3 separate regions of the Mus musculus genome follow, and regions 2 and 3 are each linked to region 1. The links are chromatin contacts, called in public promoter capture Hi-C maps. All regions are on one chromosome and are shown on one strand. Each heading gives the region's core, a stretch centred on a gene start, on an enhancer-like site or on the middle of the called end of the contact. The rest is flanking DNA. Distances are from core to core; before and after follow the strand shown. Region 1 has its middle 14 kb from the start of Gm41582. Region 2 holds the start of Runx2os3 (a long non-coding RNA gene). Region 3 overlaps Runx2 (runt related transcription factor 2).

Region 1 (3,422 bases), core at 564-3,063:
TCTAACCCAGAACACAGAAGCCCACCAATCTTCCAGAACATTCTCTTGGCCCCCAGAATACCTCTCCCATCTCTGTCTTCCATCATGGTCGCTCCATCCCGGTCCCTGCTATCTCAGGCACACAGTTAGGCTCTACCCTTAACTCTGTCCCTGACCATTCTCCAGACCTCCTGGATAGATCTGGGTCATGAGTTAAGATGAATTCCTGTTCAAGAGTTCAAGCCCATCTTTTGGGCCCAGGAGGCTCAGACTCCGTTGTGCTAAGTAGAGCGGTGATTAACAGCTAGCTCTAGAGAAGTTGGCCTTCACATCTTCCATAGGGAACATCAGCAAGGCCAACTTAGGTCAGAGCGCTATTGGGAAGCAGAGAAGGAGCTGCACGTGTCCCTGTTCCACTGTGAAGGAAGCAAAGCCCGGGTTGGCCAGCCTAGGTGGCTAGGGTTCACTCACGAAGCAACAATTCTTTGCAAAGTATATGTCCACATTACTGTGTCAATTCAACGGGAGAGAAGGCTGAAATGTAACGTGTGTGTTTTATACACATGTGTACTTTTAATCTTTGTATTAGTGTCTGGATCCCATCAGTTCTGAACCAGAAGGGTTGGTCTCTCGGCCTTGGCAGGCTCTGCTAGATCTCCACTTCCAAGTTTCTAGCTGTGATAGCTGCTGGTCACTTAACAACCTTCATTTCTAACTAGACTAACTAACTAACTAACTAACTAACTAACTCCTGGCAGAGTCTAGTCAAGGTCCTGTCCCTTGTGTAGCACCCTAGCCCCAGTCTGAGGTGAAAGGATGACTCCAAGCTCCGTCCTTGCGTTGTGTTAGAACCCTGGGTAGACCATGGAGCCTACGATGGGAGCAACTAGTTAGCTGCTACTAGTTAGAGTGGTGGCTTAAAACAGCTCATTTAAACGGAAGGGGACAGGTTCCTCTGTTGAAAGTGCTACCAGTCACCATCTTGTGACTGTAAGTAGAGCCAACACAAGAACAAAAGAGCAGATGGGACAGAGCAGGGAAGCAGCCGGAGCTTAGATCATGCTCCACTTGAAGCCTTGGCTCTGGGCTACTGTGAGATCAAACATCTCTGCTTATAGTGCGAGATGGTGTGAGCTGACTTTTTCCTTGTACCCAGAAGTCTCTCACAGGCACATCTGGAGAGACACACTTTCCCCCACTTCAGACTTCTCTCCTTCAGCCCGATCCTGTCAGAGCCAAGTCAGAGCACACTGAAAGGGCCAAGAGCACACTAAATGCATCCTCTGACCACCACAAACGTCTCTTGTGGTGTCTTAAGATGTTAAAAAGCCGTGCAGGGCCCTGCGGCCTAACTCAGTCCTGCTTCCCATTAGGATAAACACATCCCTCAGTGGAGGGACCCAGAACGGCTCCAGAAATAGTCTGCCCACCAGAGAAAACACATTTTATCTGACAGGCTTCCCACAGCCGTATCATTATCATATAATCTCTTTTATCCACCCCTTTCTCCTGCCTGGAACTCAAATTGCATCTTTAAAATGTCTAAATAGCAGTTTGGTTATCTTCGGGAATTCTATATCAATTCTGAAATGGGAAAATCAACGTCAAAAGCCAAGCTTGAGAGAAGCCAGGGCAAGGACTGAGGGGCGACAGTGTTTTAATATTGTTTTCTGTGAAAAAAGAGGGGGTTGAAAATACTTGACAATAGATGTAACTTTCCATGTCCAAAGGTCCTGCATTTGACTTCAGGATCTTCACCTCCAGCTCAGCAGACCCGGCCTGAGCATCACTGTATGTGGTACTCTGCTGGTCACTGGGCTGTAAATCTTACTCCTGGCATCCTTCTGCCTAGCTGGCATGACCTCGCATGTAGCTGAATGGGGAGGGAGGTTGGCCCTAGGATGAATCAGGCATGGTGCAGAAAGGTGTACCAGGAGAGAAATGAATTGGGGGGGGGGGTGGAAAATGTAAAATGTTACAGCTATTCCCATGAGGCTCCTGGGGCAATCAAAGACAAGCTCAAAATGCATTGAGCTGACCACTTGAAAGGACACATGCCTTGGCATATGGGGATGCTGATGTCTTGGTCCACTACTCGGCTTATGGGGTCTGCCCCAACACCTCCTGCCTCAGTGCCCTGCCAGGATGCGATGTTACTCTTCTTCCCTTCACTGGAAACTTGTCCCCAAGTAACACTTCCTAGGCCTGGGTGACAGACTACAGCGGCAAGGGCTGAGGGAGTCCCGGGAAACCTCTAGGAGGAGATGTAGGGGGCTTTGGATGTTGCCTTTCTAGTATATTCAGAAGCTGAGGTTTGCAGAAGGCGTGGGCAGGAAGACACAGACCCCAACATTAGTGACCTGCTGTGCCCCTATAGCCTCTTGAGTGATGCAGAACAAGATCCTCATGGCCCCACATCAAAGGCCAGCCAGATTTCAGACTGAGTCCCTCTGCCAGTCCAGGCCTGGCTTATTCTGTCACCTCTCCTGCTGGCCTGCTAAGGGGATGGGGATTCAGATCTTACGTAGGTCACTTTAGTGCCTCTGAAACAGATCTGGGAGGTGTAAGGGGTTCAGATCCTCCTAGAACAGGCAGGATTAAGTAGGGCGTGCCATGCCAGGGGGAAGAGCAATGTGGGATGTTCTGGAAAACTGCTGGGTCCCTAAGGTCGCAAGGGTTGTTTGAGCACTCATCTTTCTATAGTTTCCTACCATCTTTCTCTGATGTAGTAAGAGCCACATTCTACAGCCTCTATCAGACCCATGCCTGCTACCAATCTTATTGATATTTCTGTCTGTCTGTTCCCAGGATCCAACAAGATGCAAAATGCACACATGCATACACACACACACACACACACACAGAGAGAGAGAGAGAGAGAGAGAGAGAGAGAGAGAGAGAGAGAGAGAGAGATCACTGCTTACAGATATGTACACAGAGAGAACGGTTCCTTTCAAAAGCAAAATACAGGAGCATATGCAATTGTATTTCCTTCTAGATTTCTGAAATCTGGAAACATCTCAAGGGCTGGGATGTAGCTCAGTGGTTGATCACTTACCGGGCATGGGCAAGGCCAGGGACCACACACATGCACACGAACAGTCATTACCCCAAAACTTACAGTTGAGAAAAGTTTCGACCATCACAAATGAGTAACATATAGGTACAGAAGAACAAGTTCCAGGGACTGAGATTTGGGGACAGTAGTTCTCAAGCCCTCGAGGGTCCTGGGAAGTATTCCCCAGGCTAGCATGTCTGGGCATGGTGTTCCAGACTCCAGCACAAGGACTCTGTGTACAAGCCTGTGCACCATGGCTTCCAGAAGTTCCAATGCCTCTGCTTCAGTCAGACGAGGCAGCATAAAATCTGCATTTAATTGCAAGTGTCGTAAAAAGAAATAATCACACAGAATACCAAGTTAGCATTGAAACGATGCAGCCTTG
Region 2 (3,422 bases), core at 311-2,810, 720 kb before region 1:
CATTCAACTGACAGATTAATGAGGGCGTAGCAAAGGCCAGATAGTAGTAAATTAGGCAGCAACCTCGGGCATTACACGGGCTCCAAACTGTGCATCCTTTGCCGTGTGTTGGCTGTTCTTCGCAGTGTCTGAAATGTCTCTGTTTTATGAAGTGTTTGTTTGAGGAAGCTCAGCGTGGATGCTTTTGTGCTGGCATGCACGAAACTGTCCAACTTCAGAGCCACCTGCATGACACACAGACTCTATCCTCACAGTGATAGGCAAGTTAGAAATATCTTTTATAGCTAGACTTAAAGAGGGGCTGGAGAGATAACTCAGTGGTTAAGAGTACTTGCTGTCTAATCGTGGGGACCAGGGTTCAGATCCCAGCACCCACATAACAAGCCAATCACCTTCAAACATCTATAAGTCCTGCTTCGTGGGAGCTGGTGCCCTCTTCTAGCCTCTACACAAGTAGACATGAGCGCACTTGCACACCTGCACGCACGAATGTGTGTGCATACAAACACTAAACAATTAATTAACAAGCACCTGAATTTTAAAAACTCTTACTGGTATAAACTCTTTTCTCTATAAGTATTTTTTATGAAATGAGGTCTCACTCTATATAACCCAGGCTGACCTAGAACTCACTACACTGTTATCCAACATAGCCTCTATACCCACAGTAATCCATCTGCTTCAGCCCCTCCAACAGTGGAATTACAGGCATGTGTTACTGTGCCCAGCTCCTTGCTGGAAATCAGGTGTTCCCATGGAGAAAACACTTGAAGGATTAACATAGTCTCTCATACGGGAGAGGACAGTTCACCAAAACATATATAACAACATCAAGCAAATCCACTCGGGCTGTGGGGGCTAGACTGATTGATAGATGCAGGTGACGTCACAGGCCTTGATTGACTGATAGATGCAGGTGACGTCACAGGCCTTGATTGGCATAGCCTCAGCTTCTGTACACAACATTTCCCGGAACTCACTAGCCAGAGAGCAGATTTCCAGTATCCCTTTCCTACCTTCCCTTTACAAGTACAATTCTCAGAGTTCTTCTCTTTAATTTCCCCTCTCTTCTGGTTTCTACACCTCTCTTTAAAAATTACACACACACACACACACACACACATATGGTTAAATAAATATATTTAAATGTGTTTATACATGTGTATCTGTGTGTGGGTATATGCATGAATGCAGGTACCCATGATATCCAGAAGAGGATGTCAGACTCCAGGATACAAGAGATGCAGGCAGCTGTGGGCAACCTGACACGTTTCCTGGGAACTCCAGGTCTCTATAGGAGCAGTATGTGCTCTTGATCCCTGAGCCATTTTTCGAGACCCGGCTTCCTGCAACTTTGAGAGTATCTTTCAATCCCAGGTCTTTCTTCGGGCACCAGCTTTCTCCTTGCCTTTGTCTCTAGCCATCCTCCAAATCTCTCAATGAGCTGTTTGCGGACACCCTAAAAGAATACCTGTGCAACTTTAAGATGACATCTCAGTTTCTTCACAGTGAATTTCGATGTCACAGAGGACCTGCCGCCTGGCATTCTGTTTGCGAAGATTCCATTGTTCAATTATGGGAAATGTCTGCTGAATAACCTAGACAGCATAGCAGTGATGCTGTCAATCCCATTAGCCAAGCCAGGCTCCCTCTCCTCAGAGATACTGGAGCTTCATCTTTCTACTCAGATAAGTGAGATGCTGTGTTCCCAGGGGGGACTTGTTTCAGAATTGTTATTCCTCACAGGCAGATGGGATGAGTAGGCTGCTGGCTGATTTTTAGCCACACATATGCACATACATGCATTCATTGGGGGGGTCTCTGTGTCAAGGAAAAGACAGGACACTCTGCTCCTTTCCCTAGAGCTCATAGCTTTCTTCCCCCTGAAACTCACCCTTGGAAGAATTGCCTCTCGAAAGATCCCACAGATGAGACTTGGGAGATATGCAGATCCCACAGCGATGCCCTACAGTGAGCTGGAGATAAACTGAAGGGTGCCTTTAAGGGCCCCAAGGGAAGGACTTTGAGAAGGGAAGAAGGGATGGGAGGTGCAGAGGTGTGTTCCAAGGCTGTTGGGCTCAGAAGGGTCTGCCAGAAAGCTAAAGATCTAAGTCAAGACCTATGGTATCTCCTGCAGGAATCTCCAGGCACCTTGGGAGGATGGACAGTCTGGGCTCATTTGATGAAGAGTCTGCTGCAAGCTCATGGGGACTTGACTTCTGATCCCCAGAAGTCATGTAAAAGCCATGCATGGTGACACGCATCAGGAGCCTCTGATCTAGGAATGCAGAGCTAGGCAGGTCCCTAGGGCTCATTGGCCACCCAGCCACACAAAATAAGTCCCCATTTCAATGAGAGGCACCATCTCAAGAATAAAAATGAGGGGCAGAGCAGTTGAGAATGGCTCCCAAAGTCAACCTCTAGCCTATAACACTAACACACACACACACACACACACACACACACACACACACACACACACCCCACAGAGAGAGGGGTGGTATGTGTACCTCATGACACAAGACAGGATTTATTCTGGAGCAAACAGAGAACAAAGAAGTACCTGCTGTGCCCCACAGGATTTGGGGTCCTTCCTTGGGGTTATATCACAGGGACCATCTTGAAGGCGCACTGCCATCAAATGATGGACAGGCTCCTTCCTAAAGACTTCTATCCAACAGCTTTGTGTCACAGCAAAGCCAAGGTTTATGCAGAAAGCAACTAGTAGCTTGGTTAGAAAAGCCTCGCCTATGCTCTTTTCAGACACTTAGGCCATCTAAATTCCAGGACCCAAGTACAATAAAAATAGCAGAGGTGGGAGCCGTGCCTATGGGAAGAGATCATATCCTAAACTCATCATTAAATTGCCGGGCAGAGTGGGTGATGAAAAGCACCAGAAAATACGATGCTTTGGTGAATTGGGGTCTCATTACTGTTTAATTGCGTCTCCTGTGAAACATTTAGATCTATGGGCAGCCATGGTGGGTGAGAACTCTCCTCTAGCGGCCCCTAAATGACTTCACCTTCACTTTCATTTTGGTAGTGGAGGGAAGCCAGGACATTTGCTAAAATATTTGAATGACGGGGGGTGTGTTTTAAAGCCTGTAAGTGTGAGGCCAGTCACCACAGAGAAAAGAACTTTCTAGAAAGTTAGCACATGTGTTGCTAAGCACTAGGGTAGCCACACAGGAGGTCCAGCCACATTGCTTGCTCCCTTGTGCCCTCTGTTTCAGACTTTCCCAGAGCAGTAATCTGCTTCCTTGCTGGTTCCCCAAGGCTGAAATGCAGGAGCTCCCTTAAATGGAGCGCTAAGTGTTCCGTAGTCTGTACCCAAGCCCCTTCCAATTACGACACTGTTGTGATTTTGTGTCTTAAACCCTACTTCATGTCTGGGTAGAGAGCAACCCTATGTAGGTCAGAGG
Region 3 (3,422 bases), core at 608-3,107, 570 kb before region 1:
TGACACCACAGGCTGTCATCAGAGGGAACACAGAAGGACCTAGATTAAGAGAATGGGAAGCAAGGCCAGAATAGTGGGTGACTAGATCAATGACTGTCACCAGTAATGTAAGGTCAGTATAACAGGTTATACCACTGGGGACTAATCCTGAAAGTCTGAAATAAGGGCAAACTAGAATGTCACTCATCAGGAAGTATGGCAACTGCAGTTTAGAACATGTAGACCTTTTTTCTTTACAAGGACAGACAGCATGATTAATTTGTTAAGAAGATTATGAACACTACACTGGTGAATGTAACCAGCAAAAGGAAAGAATTACAGAATGCTTTTCCTCCTCGGAGGGGAAGAGGCGCCATGTGTATCTAGAATAAAACTAGACAAGGAAAATTCTATGGCAGGAAATCTTTGCAAGAGAAGGTAAGTTCAAAATATAGACGCCCCACCACCACAACCACCACAAAAAAAAAAAAAACAAAAAAAAAAACCACTCCTACTTTAAAATTACAGCAGCAGCAACAATAACAAAAACATATTCTGAAGTAGTGTACCAGCCATGAACAGTACACTCAGCCCCCTGTGAGAACCGACCCACAGCCAACGACGGTGCTTAATGCTGGTGTCCGAGGTCTCCAAGAGGAGCAGAGACTTATGATGCGTGCACTCTGGCTGTCTCTGTTTACTTTCTACATCTTACTTGCCAAGACCTTGGCAAGTAGAAATCACTCAGCAATTCTTCCTCTCTGCCTTGAACTCTGCTCCTACAGAAGGAGGTTCCCATCACATTTATTTATTTATTTATTTTGCTCATGAACACAAGCCTGACTTAACTGTTTCTGGAGATGTTATAAGTTAAAGCCTCAACCTTCAATTTTTAACGGAAAGGCTTTGGTCTACTAGCAAATAGGCTTTCAGCACCAGAGAACAGCAGACTAGTAGAGAACAGCAGACTAGTAGAGAGGTTACCAGAAGCACAGGGTAGCCTTTCACTTGCTACTTGGGCGCCACATCATAAAGAGTCTCTTCTTTTAACCATCATTTATAAAGGCCGTATTAATCCTTAAGAACTCAGTGTTTTTATGTTCTCTTTGCTTCCCAAATCACTTCAAAGTCAAGAACAATTACGTTCCCATAAGTTGCCCCAATTAAAACTTACACGTGAATTTTATGTGAAGGGAAAGCCATGCTTCAGTTGACAGCATAAATGTCATCAATATGAAAATCCTACCTAGGAACAATTATGGCCACAAAAAAAAAGTAAAACAATCACTCTCTCTCCCACTATCATCTGTCAGTATAAACTATGCTATACAAATCAAGTAGCCACTGGGTAAAATACTACATGACCCAAAACAGAAGCAAGGGATCTCTCAGTGATCTATCACAAGTTGTTTCTCAGAAGAAAGAAAAGCCATTTTCATAAATAAGAAACCTCCCCATTTTAAAAAAAAATCAATCTTTTTTTTTCAGTCCCTAGCACTATTTTAAGAACAAACCGTTCCTGACCTGAGAAAGTACTGACACATTCGAATGGAGCCTGCGTGTGGATTGAGAACCCTAGAACACACGTATCATTTGAATGCTATATTTAGTTAGAAATAAATCCATCAACTGGGATGGGATGCATGTGGAAAGTGGGCCTCCCCAGCAAGGCTGCTGTTAACTCCAGTCCCAGGCGATGAGAAAGCAAGCCTAGCGGGGGGGGGGGGGGGGGTAGCCAGGGGAGTGCACAGGAGGGACATGAGCATGTTTTAACGGCTGTGATAATTTGCCATGAAAGGATGCTAAGGCCATAGCTCCTTGCTGCAGCATGCCATGCGCTCCTGAATTAAATTACTGCCATGCAGTCTGCTAGCGAAGGAATGTGTAAACAGGCCATATAGCCTTGCATCAGTCCCAGACTCTTGCACAACGCAAAATGCCTCTCGATGTGTCATTTCCTTCTTGGCCACCTTCCCAGCTCCTGACAGTCAGTCAACAACAGAAAGAAAAGTACTGAAAGAGATTTAAAACTGCTCTTCTAGAGAGCACATTCCACCAAATTCTACCAGACACCAGGGCCAACCTCCACCAGCACTGTTTCCTTAAAGAGAGGGGGTGAGTACGGGAAGGGATCTTCCTGCTGTTACTAGAATTTTAAAATAATATTTTATATAGTAGGGGGCCAAATGACTGGCATCTATACCAATCAAGCTGCTCTTTATAGATGCAAGTTTGCAAATATCAAAATATGGAACTTGCCTGTAATTTCCTTTGCTTGGGGACCTTGGAAAACAGTGAGCAAGCCAGGTGAAAATCTAGTAGTCAAATGCTTAGGGCTGAGGAGACGGTCTGATTAGTAAAGGCCTGCTACACAAACCTGAGGCCTGAGTGCAGAGTTCCTCACACCCGCATTAAAGGCTGAGCACAGCAGTGCAGGCCTGAGGTGCCAGGGCTGAGGTGGAAGACCCGTGAAGATCCTAGGGACTCATCTGCAGACTCAGTGAGAGACCTGGCCTCAGAAACGACATTAACCTTTGACCTTCACACAACGCTCACAAATGTGCATGTAGACCCCACACACTTGTGCTATATGCACACACGCACACACATTCATATGTAAGCATGTACACCCACCACCACACAGTTACCTACACATGTGCATGCAGACACACACACACAGACACACACACATACACACTTACATGTGTACATGCACCCCACACACATGTGTGTACATGAATATGTACACACAGACACAGAGAAAGAGAGACAGACAGACAGATAGACTGACAGGCAGGCAGGCAGAGACATAGAGGGAGAACTTAAGGGCTTTTTATTCATGTTTCTCAGGGAAAACTAGACTTCAGGCTACTGGCATCAGTACAGGGCCCAGGAAATGCCTTCATAGACAGCAGGGATGTAGAGATAGGAAGCTCTCCCAGAAACAGCACATAATCTTAAAGTGTTTCTACACTTCATCCATGTGACACAGCTTACCTGTCCCCGCCCACCTCTGTTCACGAGTGACCAGTCTCTAAATACTCATCCACCATTCCTAAGCAAGCAAAAGTCACGGCCAGCCATCAGAAAAAGCTCAAGAAGGATACAAAGTAATGGCAGAGAAGAAGGGTGAGCCATCCCAGATGTTATCTGGAATGAGGAAGAGAAAGCCTTAACCCTCCAGTCCTCTCCAGCACTTCATAGGCCTGGGGGACAGCCCAGAACCCAATAGAGCTACACAAAGAGCAAGGAGACACTGCTTTGACCCCTGCCTTCAGTGTAGTAAGGTAAAACTTCTGCCAGCAGACATGTCTCAGGAATATGGAGGAAGGGCTGGAGGGAAAATTCAGCAGCTAAGAGCACTCACTGGTCTTGCAGAGGACCATGTTGGGGTTCTCAGGCACCCCCACTGGGAAGCTCACAATGACCTGTGACTCCAGCCC

Evidence for each region. Promoter capture Hi-C pulls out the DNA fragments that hold promoters and counts their contacts.
Region 2: a promoter capture Hi-C map of liver shows a contact between it and region 1, with 5 times the contacts expected there. The contact joins the promoter of Runx2os3 here to the enhancer-like site in region 1. A contact is called at or near these places in 8 of 39 promoter capture datasets (the 3T3-L1 cell line, the C10 cell line, cranial neural crest and 4 more).
Region 3: a contact with region 1 is called in a promoter capture Hi-C map of maxillary cranial neural crest. The contact joins two enhancer-like sites. A contact is called at or near these places in 5 of 39 promoter capture datasets (cranial neural crest, frontonasal cranial neural crest, liver and 2 more).

Annotation. Positions count from the first base shown.
Region 1 is chr17:45,275,903-45,279,324 of GRCm38.p6, forward strand. No RefSeq gene overlaps it. Among named protein-coding and RNA genes, the nearest start is that of Gm41582, 14 kb to the left of the region's middle. Within about 2 kb of position 1,814, at least 5 of the 459 cell types and tissues checked have an H3K27ac peak or open chromatin away from gene starts, as enhancers often do.
Region 2 is chr17:44,560,415-44,563,836 of GRCm38.p6, forward strand. It overlaps Runx2os3 (a long non-coding RNA gene), which reads left to right and starts at 1,561. Exons shown (of 2, transcript XR_876810.3): 1 at 1,561-1,692; 2 at 2,138-2,297. It also overlaps a transcript of Runx2 not described here.
Region 3 is chr17:44,708,159-44,711,580 of GRCm38.p6, forward strand. The region is part of intron 3 of Runx2 (runt related transcription factor 2); the gene reads right to left. Among named protein-coding and RNA genes, the nearest start is that of Runx2, 27 kb to the right of the region's middle. Within about 2 kb of position 1,858, at least 161 of the 459 cell types and tissues checked have an H3K27ac peak or open chromatin away from gene starts, as enhancers often do.